Regions from separate parts of the Mus musculus genome. Here all the other regions are linked to region 1. The links are chromatin contacts, called in public Hi-C and targeted proximity ligation maps. All regions are on one chromosome and are shown on one strand. The core of a region is the stretch at or near the end of the contact, and the rest is flanking DNA. Distances in the headings are between cores, read along the strand shown.

Region 1 (2,642 bases), core at 86-2,585:
ACTTCAGCCTGAAGCTTGGCCCAAGCCCAGACTGATAAAGCCTTAGCTTAGCTCTAGATTTCTACAGAATTAGTGTGCAGAATGTAAAGACATGAAGACCAGCTCCATCTGCTGTGCATGTCTCTTGAGGCCATTGGGGGCTTAACTTGCTTTGGGGGAGAAGACAGTAGAGTGGAGTGGGGTGAACCCGGGGGTATCTTTGCCTCTGGCCTGTTTCAACCTATCCATCAAAATGCTGACCTATATTCCAGTGACACATATTAGATCCAAGCAGGACAAACTACCCAGGGTGTCCTCCCCCCTCCCACTTAGGCAAGGGGGCAGCCACATCTGTTCTTTCTCCTCAGGCTCCAGATGTGAGCTGTGAGGGGCAGAAGGAAGGTTGTTAAGAGGCAAGTCCGGTGCAGCAGGAACAGCACTGCATTCTCAGGAAAGCAGCAGTAAGCAGTGGGGTGAAAGAAAGAAAGATAGGTTTTCGGATCCCCAGATCTCCCCCCCCCCCCAAGCCATTGTTTTTAAAATGCTTTCCTGTATTTCTGTAGAGTGGGCAGATGGCAAGATCCTGGAAGTGTAAAACAGCTACAAGAAACAAGATGATTCAGACAGAAGGAGTATGAATAAATCCTGGCTGGTCATCTCATTATTAATCAAGATACCACCACCCACCCTCTACCGCCTTGTAAGTGTGTGCGGGTACAAACACACACACACACACACACACACACACACACACTCACTTGCTTGCATCTGTGCATACATGCATCTCCCTCTATTGCTGACTGCCTTATACCCCTGAAGTAGACTCTCTCACTGAACCAGTGCCGATTTTGTTTTTTGCCTAGGCCGTGGGCTAAAAAGCCACTGTAATTCTCTCTCTTGTCTCTGTCTTCCCTGCCTCAGTGCTGGAATTACAGGCCCACTTGGGTACATTCAGTTTTTTATGTGTGTGCTGGAGATCTGAACTCAGATCCTCACATTCAGGAAATAAGTGTTCCTACCCACCAAGCCTTCTCCTGAGCCTATCTTTAAGTTTTCATGCCTTGTTTCATTTTTAGAAGGGTGCAGTGTACAGTCAGAGCTCTGTTTGAGGCTTTGGATAGGAAAAAAAAAGGCACCATTTTTACATTTTACTTATTTTGTGAATTGGCTCATTTGGAAGATGTGGGGATGAGACCACTCATTGTCAGTAGAGGAAGAAAGAGAAAATGGAACTCCTATGGAGGACGCCAGAGCCGAGAGTCAGGGCCACAACCAAAAGCCAGGGATGGTGCCCTCTAAAGCACAGGAACTGTGCCTAAGAGAGATATTTTCAAGTGGGCCTGTGGTTTACCACAGTGTCCTCGTGATCAGTATAGTGGTCAGATGTCAGGCGTAACTGAAAGTAAGTTCGTTTTCCCACAGTGGGGAGAGAGAGAGGGAGAGAGAGAGGGAGAGAGAGAGGGAGGGAGAGAGGAAGGGAGAGAGAGAGAGAGAGAGAGAGAGAGAGAGAGAGAGAGAGAGAGAGAGAAGCAAAAAAGAAGAAAACATTTGCTCATATGAAACGAATACTTTTCCATTTTAGAGCTGGGCTGGCGCAGGCTTGAAAAAAACGTACCATCACCCGTGTGATGTTTCTGAAGAAAGCCGGAGAAGCAGCAACAGTTGGTGCCTTTGATTAGCAGAACATTTCAATCCCCACCCCATCTTTTCTCCAAATAGTCGTTCACAATGCGAGTGCTCAGCCCCACTGTTTGCTCGGTTCAATAGATCTGGGGGCAAGGGTTATGCCTTCCTGTTACCATGGGGCTGGCAGAGAGAACTGGAGGCCAGTGATCTTAGTCTGAGCTTCAGGATCATGGCTAGCTCCCTACAACTGTCCCCAGATGTTCCCAATTCAACCTGCAGTGCAGATTACGTAATCATCTCTTCACGACGCATGAGCATAGGGGGAACTCTGGGCTCCAAAGAGTTAAATTGTCATCTGCAATGGAATAAATGGTTTAACCACAAATTCATCCTGTGCTCGCCTACTTATGTGTTACCCTGGGTGCATGCATTTCCCCCTTTCAGATATTATTATCTTTTATGATATCATATCTTAAAATGGCTCCTCTGTCATTTAGGAGCAAGGTCTCCTAGGTTCACCACCAGAAATGGAGCTGAGTGCTTTCTGTATTCACATATGTCACATAAGCCCTGGGAATACAGGGTGACAGTGTACCACTCACTGCCTGGAAGACAGGAAGCTGCATATTCTAGGCAGCCCTGCATCCCACCTTGGATGCCTTTTCTTTCTGTCCTGATCCTTAGCAAAACCAAGCATCCGAACCTGATCTTTCCATCTCCCTGAGCTGGGACTACCTTGAGCATCCAGTGTGAAATTTCCTGCTGACATTGTTTTGGCTGGATTGCTAGCTACATGTGGGAGAATTTAGCTCAAACAGCACAAAGCTAATAGCATGCCTCTGTGCAGTCAAAGGGAGATCAGTAGAAAAAAGGTGACGTCATGGATATTTCAGGGACTTCAGGTCTGCTGTGCAAAGCGGCTTCTTCACTACACATAAGTCAGAACCTGGAATTGAGACAAAAAACAACTCTCCCTTCTCATAAATAGCTGCTCCGGGACTCAAAAATATTCTAAATGCAATGGTTCAGATATGGTC
Region 2 (2,642 bases), core at 84-2,583, 830 kb before region 1:
GCTGGGATTAAAGGTGTGCGCCACCACCGCCCAGCACAAAACATCTTTTTAAATGTGAAAAACCGAGTGTAGCACTGCAGTCTAGCACTTAGATCAAACTACTGAGTGATACTTTAAGTCCCATCAGTATACTGTTTCTAAGTCCTTATAAGATACTTTGTCTTGTTAGGTGCCTCAGACATTTCTAGAAGGTGTGAGATTGAAGCCTCACTTTCAAAGAGGTTAGAAAATTTGTTAAGAGCCTCTGAGAAGGCCAACAGATTAAAACAAAGCAAAACAAAACAAACAAACAAAAAAATCCTCTTTGAAGTTCGTCAATGCCAGAACCCACAATGGAAGGAGAACTGACCGCCAAAGGTTGTCCTTTGACCTCTACATGCACACAGTAGCACATATGTACACAAACGTATATACATGAACATACACATGTACATGTACACGCATACATACATAAATGTGCACAAACTATAATGCTGAATTAAAATGTATGTTTTTATAGAAATGAAAAATACAGTAACGTGGCAAGATACATGGTATCATTAAAATTTTGGGGGGCTTAGGATTACTTGCTAGATAATTATATATAATAACATACACAATTATAGTTTTGAATACAGGTATTTAACAAAATTGGCTGTCTTGTTTCACAGTCCATTTGTGTTGTGTTTTGTTATGTATATGGACTGGGTGGAGAGAGAAAGGGTTGGAGTTTTTCCACCTGTTTGAGCAGAAGGCTTCCTTTGTGGGTGGTAACTGAACCTCCCCTCCACATGATACTGGCAATTTGGAAATGTCTGGAGTAGGCATTGCTTCCTCATTACATCAACATATCATTGGCCAAGCCCTCATCGCGTCTTTAGAATGCCCTCCTCCCACGAGGCTGCTCACTAGACATAAACAGTCTGTAGATACGGCAAATCAAAAACACTTAACCTGCATAAGCTTACAGTCAGTAAACCAATGACATGAGCAGCTACCTCCAGTCTCTCCTGCAATGGAAAGATCCACAAATGAGAAAAGACATTGCAAAACAGAACAGCAAGAGAAGTAAAGGAAGCTACAGGCCTGGGCTCATTCCACTGCTAAGCGCTTAAAGGCTGAGAGCGGGATAGACGCAAGGAGTGCCTGGTGATTTCCATCTACCCACAAGGCAAAAGAAACCAAGAGCAAGCTGACTGCATTCTCTCCAAGCTATGATGAGTAGCCATGTCCCTCGTCAACTGCTCATCCCTGCCATGATATTTTTAAAATTCTCTGTACAACTGTGTGGATCAGCGTTTTTCACTAAGAATGCCATGGGGCTAGGGCAAAACCACTTTCTCTTTCAGTCTTCAGATGCTACTGTCAAGGGTGCCTCACAGGCTTTTTCTAAGGGGCGCCACAGAATACACAAACTCCTCTGTTATATCAATCGCCACAAACCTGGATAAACTTGTTCACAGGTCAGAAAATGAACCTGACACTGAAATAAGATTCTCAGCACTCATCAAGCTGCCTTATGGCATGAGGAGAATGAGAACAGAAAGGCAAGGTTAACCCACGTCCGAATCTCAAGTCAAGTTCTATTCATGTAAAACCACGACCTTAGGGAGGGAGGGGGACAGAAGCATCAAGATCAATCACTTTAAATCCTCACAGAATAAGGTGGAGGCAAAAAAATCGCCCCATCTCCGCAGGAATGCAGAGTACTCCCTTGCTAAGATGAGAACCCCAAGCTGGGAACCCCATTTGCAATGTCTCCCAAAACCCCAGTCCTGTGAGTAAAATGTGACAAACCCACCTTTCTTTGTCACTAACAAGGAAGTAACTGGGCTAGAGAGAAAAATTTGCAGGCTTGTGTGAAAAACAGCCAAACGCTGTTTTTCCAGAAGAGCTGGCTCAGAGTGCACTAATCTCTGTGCCCTGGGTTAAGATGCAGCATCTGGCTCCCAGGTCTCCACTGAAAAAAGTAGAGCTTGCAGCCTGCTCTCCACTGATAACGGTGAGAGCACGCCATGGCACTTCCTGTTCCCATCCCACCCACATCTGGAGGGAACACTCAGAACTGTGCACAGGCTCATCATGTTGATACATATGTTGAGGCTGAGCAGGTTATTAGGATATTTCACCAAGAGAGAGAAAGAATGCCAGGCTAGCCAAGTTGCACACATGATACCATTCTTCTTTGTAGCTAGAACCTGGAGTGTGAGAATATGTTACACATGTTGAGAAAAAGAGTCTTTGCCAAGAGTCTGACCAGAGGCCATGTTTCCTCTGGTCAAGACTGGAACACACAGTACCAAATATGGACGCACACCAAAAATTCATGCAAAATATCTGAAACCAGGGTGTGTAATAGGGCTCTGCCGGGCCTCTCCCATGGGGATCTGATGAAGCAAGTCTGGGTATCTGGGTGGTGCCTGAGAATCTTTGCTTTTAACAAGCACCTGAGGAACGGTATAAGCTCAGGCAAGTCTGGGGAACACTAGTAGACAATCATGCTCAGGCTACAGCCCTTAATAAGAGCACCAATTATGTACATTATAATAAATGCAAACAATAGCAAATAATGGTCTTCTTATACAATACTACTGTTGTGACAAGAGTCACTTTAAAGAAAGGTTGGTAAGTTGTGCAACAGTTAACAGCTAATACATGACAGC
Region 3 (2,642 bases), core at 55-2,554, 590 kb before region 1:
TAACTAAGTTGAATTCAGGCTATGGGAAACAACATAATGAAGAAAAGCATATGTTTGAGACTTAAGCAGTTAATGCTCTGAGCTGTTACTAATGGAAGGACCATGTAACACAGTCTGTCATGGTCTCAGACTTAGCCCAAGTACCCAAGCAGCTAACTTGGAAGGAGTTAGAGCCAACCAGACTGCATAGAGAACTCTCCCTGACCTTAATTTAATGTTCTTCCCGTTGCTTAATTGAAAGTAGGCTCAGTTTGCCTTCTTACCCTTACAACCTCAACATAGTTATCTATTGAACTCTTTCTGTGTTGTATTTGAAATGAAAAAAAATCAAGAATGAAGTTAGTGTGTGCGTGCGCGCGTGTGTGTTGTGTGTGTGTGTTATGGGTGTATGTATGTTTTGGATATACAAGGCACTCCCTGCCTGCATTCCCAGAAGCAGGGAAGTGGAAGCAGAAGCATCAAATATTAGACAGCAGCCTGGGTAAATGGTGAATCCCAGGAGAAATCGGCTCTGTGGTGAGACCCAATCTCTAAAGTCAAAGCAAGGACAGATCTGGAAGTGTAGGGATTGGCAGGATGCTTGCCCCATGTATACAAAGCCCTGGGTTTAACCACGAACACAGGAGAAACAAGAAATTTTAACAGTTTTTTTTTTTCTTACTGTATACCACTTCTGACTAAAAATCTTAGGTAGATGGTCCTCGCCTTTAATAATCCTTGGATGAATTTATGCCAAGTAAGAACTTACACCCTGTGATTTGATATGGACATGCCTTTAAAGTTGGTGAATCCAGATTCCTAGACTAGAAGCCTTGTGACGTAGCACTGACACACCGCGCAGTCTTGCAGAACTCCCAGGTGGAATACTGTTCTGTTCCCAGAAAGCTGGCTTGAGATTATTTTAAATCAGCAGTGGTTTGGAAGTAAATGAGTGTCTGTTATCTTAAATGGCTTGTCCTACTCTATACAAGAATTTCTTACACACGGGGATGTTTCGGTTTTTCCCAGATCACTTATTTTAGATGGTCCTTTGTTTTGGCTCTGATTGTATCTATTAAACTTAGCCACAGGCTACCTGGACTTTTTATTTATGTTTGGTGCTTTGGGATATCTGGTGATTTCTAAAATATGCTGCTCAGTCAAGTGACTGTACTACTTGCTGTGGTGTTTGTCTTCAGTGTGGTATTTACACTTATATTTTAGAACGAGAACCAACCTGAATGGCCTCTTGGACTCTAAACCCTTACACCACTAATGAGTATGACCTCTGACCCCTGCTGCTGGAGCTACCCCAGCTCTTATGGTCTGTGACTATTCGCTCTCACACATTGATTTGCTGCTCTGTGCCTCATGCTAATGTATTGCTATGGGTCAGTCCAGCAACTGCAGAGGAAGTGGCTTATCTTCCTTTGGCATAACTTGCTGAGTGTGTTCTTGTGCCCTCAGAGTTCAGCTGTGGGGGACCCACCTTCCACTGTCCTCACTTCAGCAGATGCTCACGTTTATGAGGGCTTTGACCCAAATGAGCTTGCATCCAGAGTCAGAATAGCAAGCCACACATTTATTTTGAATAATTTTCAGGTGTAGTCTACCTGAAGGAAACTAATCTAAAACATTTGACTTTATGGCCTGTGTGGTAGTCCATGCCTTTCTTTAATCCTAGCACTTGGAAGTCAGGAGTTCGGGGGTAGGCAGATGAGTTTGAGGCTGGACTCGTCTACATAGTGAATTTCAGGCCAGCCAGAGCTACACAGTGAGACCCTGTCTCAAAAAAAGGAAAAAAAGAACTAAATAAGACTTGGGGTAATAGTTTTCTAGAGGTAGGCTATTTTCCTTGAACTCCCCTTGTAAGTTTAGTGCATGGTATTTTTAGTGAGGTTAGCTGGCTGTGCTGACCAAGGTGGCCGTGTCCTCTTCATCTTTACACATGGGCTCCTGCACTCACAGTGCGAGCCTGCTGCTGCACTTGGCTGAGCTATCAGGGGCAGGGAGCAGTGTGTGCACGGACTCTCCAGACACTGCCTCTTAGCAAGTCCCTCCTGAGATGAGAGGCTTTCTCAACAGTCATATGCTGCTATCTGTACAAGCCAGAATTACATTTCCTTGTTGTTATCTTACCTGCTTTTCTCTACGCCCCACCCCACATGAGAAGAGAAATGAACATGGTACCGAGCCCTTGACAAGGAGTAATACTTATGCCACGCCTAGCAGATCAGTCAATGGAGCTTTGAAAAGGCTGTTCCTTATTGCTTCTTGCAGATTTTAATATGGCCATTTTTTAAGTATCTTTTATTTTAATATGAGCAGCACCACCATGTTCTCTTGCTCTTAGTTATAAGAACATCTGCTTCCAGCTGGATGCTTTGAGCTGCAGTAAGAGCAGAACACACATACATGCATGCACACACACAAAATCATGCTCATTCTTCCCTCTTTGACATTATTTCATAAACTTAAAACATCTTTACAAGCCGGGCAGTGGTGGCGCACGCCTTTAATCCCAGCATTGGGAGGCAGAGGCAGGCGGATTTCTGAGTTCGAGGCCAGCCTGGTCTACAGAGTGAGTTCCAGGACAGCCAGGGCTACACAGAGAAACCCTGTCTCAGGAAAAAAAAAAAAAAAAAAAACCAACAACAACAAAA
Region 4 (2,642 bases), core at 63-2,562, 530 kb before region 1:
CGTGCACGCACGAGTGCATACACGCATATGGGCACCCAGACCTGTGTGCACATGTATACCATGACATAAGTTTGGAGGTTAGATGGAATTGGTTTGCTCCTTCAATCATTATGTAGGCTCTAGGGGTAGAACTTAGGTCCCCACGCTTGTGAGTCAGACACCTTTACTCATTAAGCCAACCCTCTGTCCTGGCACAGTCTCTTACTCTTATGCCAATAAGGCTTTTCTGCTTCAGCCAATGCAAAGTGCTCTCCCCTTTGTTGAAGTTCTTCAATGAGGAGCTTCCCAATGAGCAAGCCACACTAATGGCCACCTTGTGTTGCCAGTGAAGCTCCAAATGCCCAGGTCTTCCTGGCTGATGGTGCCTGCATCTTCCTACTCTCTCTGCTCCAGAAGACAGTAAGGAAGAAGATGCTATATTCTTGCCTCTCACCCTTGCTACTGCTGAGAGTAGACCCTGAAGCTCTGGTGGAGTTTGGTTTAAATGAACTCTTTTCCCAGCCACCCGCTGACCTCTGGCCTGACTATCAGGCTCTGTGTACCGAGTGCTAGGCTAGGTGGAGCAGATCTGGGAAGGCTTCCAAAACAGTGGCTGTGGGCGAGGCCAACACAGGAGCAAGCAGAGTTGCGTACTAGATGCTGCCCATGGGCACTCTGCTCTTCTCTCAGAAGAGAAATCTTGGAGGTTACCACCTCAGTCAACCAAGCAGCTTAGATTTGGGTGTTTGGGCATAACGAGCACATGTTGAGAAGCCTTTGACGAGGATTTACAGGACACATAAATAGTTTATGCATCTCACAGAGGAGAACCGGCATGTGCACACCTAACTTGCAAGAATCCTACATGAGTGCTTAAAACAAAAGAGGAAGAGTTAAAGTGTTGTGAGCTTGCCCTACGAGTCACCGGATGAGCCTGGGATGAACAGCAGATACAGCCAAACGTGAGAGCAACCTCCCTTGTGGACTGAAACCTTCAGCAAGACTGGAAAAGTGATGGCAAAGGTCTGACTGCCTAAACTTTATTTCTGCCAGAGGTGTGAGAGTGTTCATAGAAGAAGGCAATGGGGATAATGAACAAGGGAGCGGCATCCAAGGAAACCCTGTTTAGCATTGTCTGCATCAAACTGCACACTTGGAATGTACTTGCCTTTGAACTTGAAGAATTTTCAAGGTTACGATTGACAGTGCATGAATTCCACCCTTAGAAACCAGCCTTTACCATGATCCCCATTATACTCCAGTGAACTCCTCTCTATCTCACCAGAGCTTGCCTGACGCTCACAGCAGTAAAGTGAATGGCAGGATTCATAAGCTGCAAGTCAACAGCCAGTGTGGAGTTCAAAGCTATGAAGTTGGCACGGCCTCAGTGCTTAACCAACTCACTTCATGGCTTCCTCATTCACAGCCCTGCTACCTATATATCTAGGAACATGAGATAGGACTGGGTGGCTGATGGACATCTTTAACCAAGACTCTGGTATGTCCCAGAACTTTCAGAGATCAAGGCCACCCATATCGGTAGATTAACATTTGGTGGTTTTCAAAGGCCCTGAGCTCCACAATTTCCTTGTTTCTCTCCTCAGATCTTTCACCTGATATTCTGTGAATGACCCTCATCCTGAGTTATAGCCCTGAAATAAAGCCCCAAAGGCTCAGTGGTATCTTGAATATATAAACCCTCTTAGATCTAAGACCAATCCATCTGCAATGAACTTTGAATTCCTGGGGTCTTTATTGAAGTCATGAACTCGGAAAACTAAGATGTTAATAATGCCAAGATCACATGCTTTACAAACCCCGTTTACCACTTCCTGGAGGTTGTAAACTGTGGTGAGGTATGGGTGGCATCGCTACAGCTTTTCCCACAAGAGGAAAACTTGAAACAGGTAAGAAATAGTGACAGAAAGCTCTCCCAAGAATCAGTACCAATGGCCAAGGAGCACACAAGAAGATACTTAACCTTGATAATCAGGAGGGGGAAAAAATCAAAGGGAAAACCCCCACAAGATACCACGTCACAATCACTGGGAGATTCATAATTTTTTTAAAGGCCAACAGTGATGAGTATGACCACAGAGAATTGGAATCTTCCTACACTGGTTGATGGGGTCGTCAACTTGTTCAACATCCTTGAGAAACAGCTTGGCAGTCCTTTAAATGGTTAAACACAGATGGTGTGCTCCCCCAGTGGTCTGACTCTCAGGAAACATACCTCAGGTGTGAGAGAATGCCTGTGGTTGGATGTCTATGAAAACATAAATCATCAAAGACTTCAAAACTGATCTGTTTTGCACAGTTGCCTAAGCTCCTCCTTCGCTTATGCAGAATTACTTTTCCATAAATGATTGCAAGCTGGTGATCATTTTATTCTGCTTAAAATGTTTAAAATGGACTGCCTGTATAGAGGCTGGGTCAAAGCCACGATGCGCATGGACTGAGAAGCCGGACTCTGCATTTAAATCTTGGGGTGTCCTTCACTTAGTTCCTTCACCTCTCTGTACCTCATTCTCCTCCTTCATAAAGTGGAACAGCAACATAGCCTGCAGAGTGCTTAAACCCACTAAGAAATATAAAGCACACATAACCCCAGGGTTCTGCAGCTAGCTTCATTGCCTGAATTTGCCAACTCTGCACTAGGTCCA

The links. Hi-C and Micro-C count contacts between places; a contact is called where the count stands out from the background.
Region 2: a targeted proximity ligation map of memory CD8 T cells shows a contact between it and region 1, with 30 read pairs. A contact is called at or near these places in 1 of 484 Hi-C or Micro-C datasets (CD4 T cells) and 1 of 130 datasets of targeted methods (memory CD8 T cells).
Region 3: a Hi-C map of the G1E-ER4 cell line shows a contact between it and region 1, with 2.4 times the contacts expected there.
Region 4: a contact with region 1 is called in a targeted proximity ligation map of memory CD8 T cells, with 6 read pairs.

Annotation. Positions count from the first base shown.
Region 1 is chr19:33,100,191-33,102,832 of GRCm38.p6, forward strand. Gm29863 (a long non-coding RNA gene) reads left to right here. Exons shown (of 5, transcript XR_386659.2): 4 at 543-679; 5 at 1,562-1,971. Among named protein-coding and RNA genes, the nearest start is that of Gm29863, 16 kb to the left of the region's middle.
Region 2 is chr19:32,270,743-32,273,384 of GRCm38.p6, forward strand. All of the region lies in intron 3 of Sgms1 (sphingomyelin synthase 1), which reads right to left. Among named protein-coding and RNA genes, the nearest start is that of Sgms1, 120 kb to the right of the region's middle.
Region 3 is chr19:32,509,112-32,511,753 of GRCm38.p6, forward strand. The region is part of intron 4 of Minpp1 (multiple inositol polyphosphate histidine phosphatase 1); the gene reads left to right. Among named protein-coding and RNA genes, the nearest start is that of Minpp1, 25 kb to the left of the region's middle.
Region 4 is chr19:32,572,884-32,575,525 of GRCm38.p6, forward strand. No RefSeq gene overlaps it. Among named protein-coding and RNA genes, the nearest start is that of Gm36419, 31 kb to the left of the region's middle.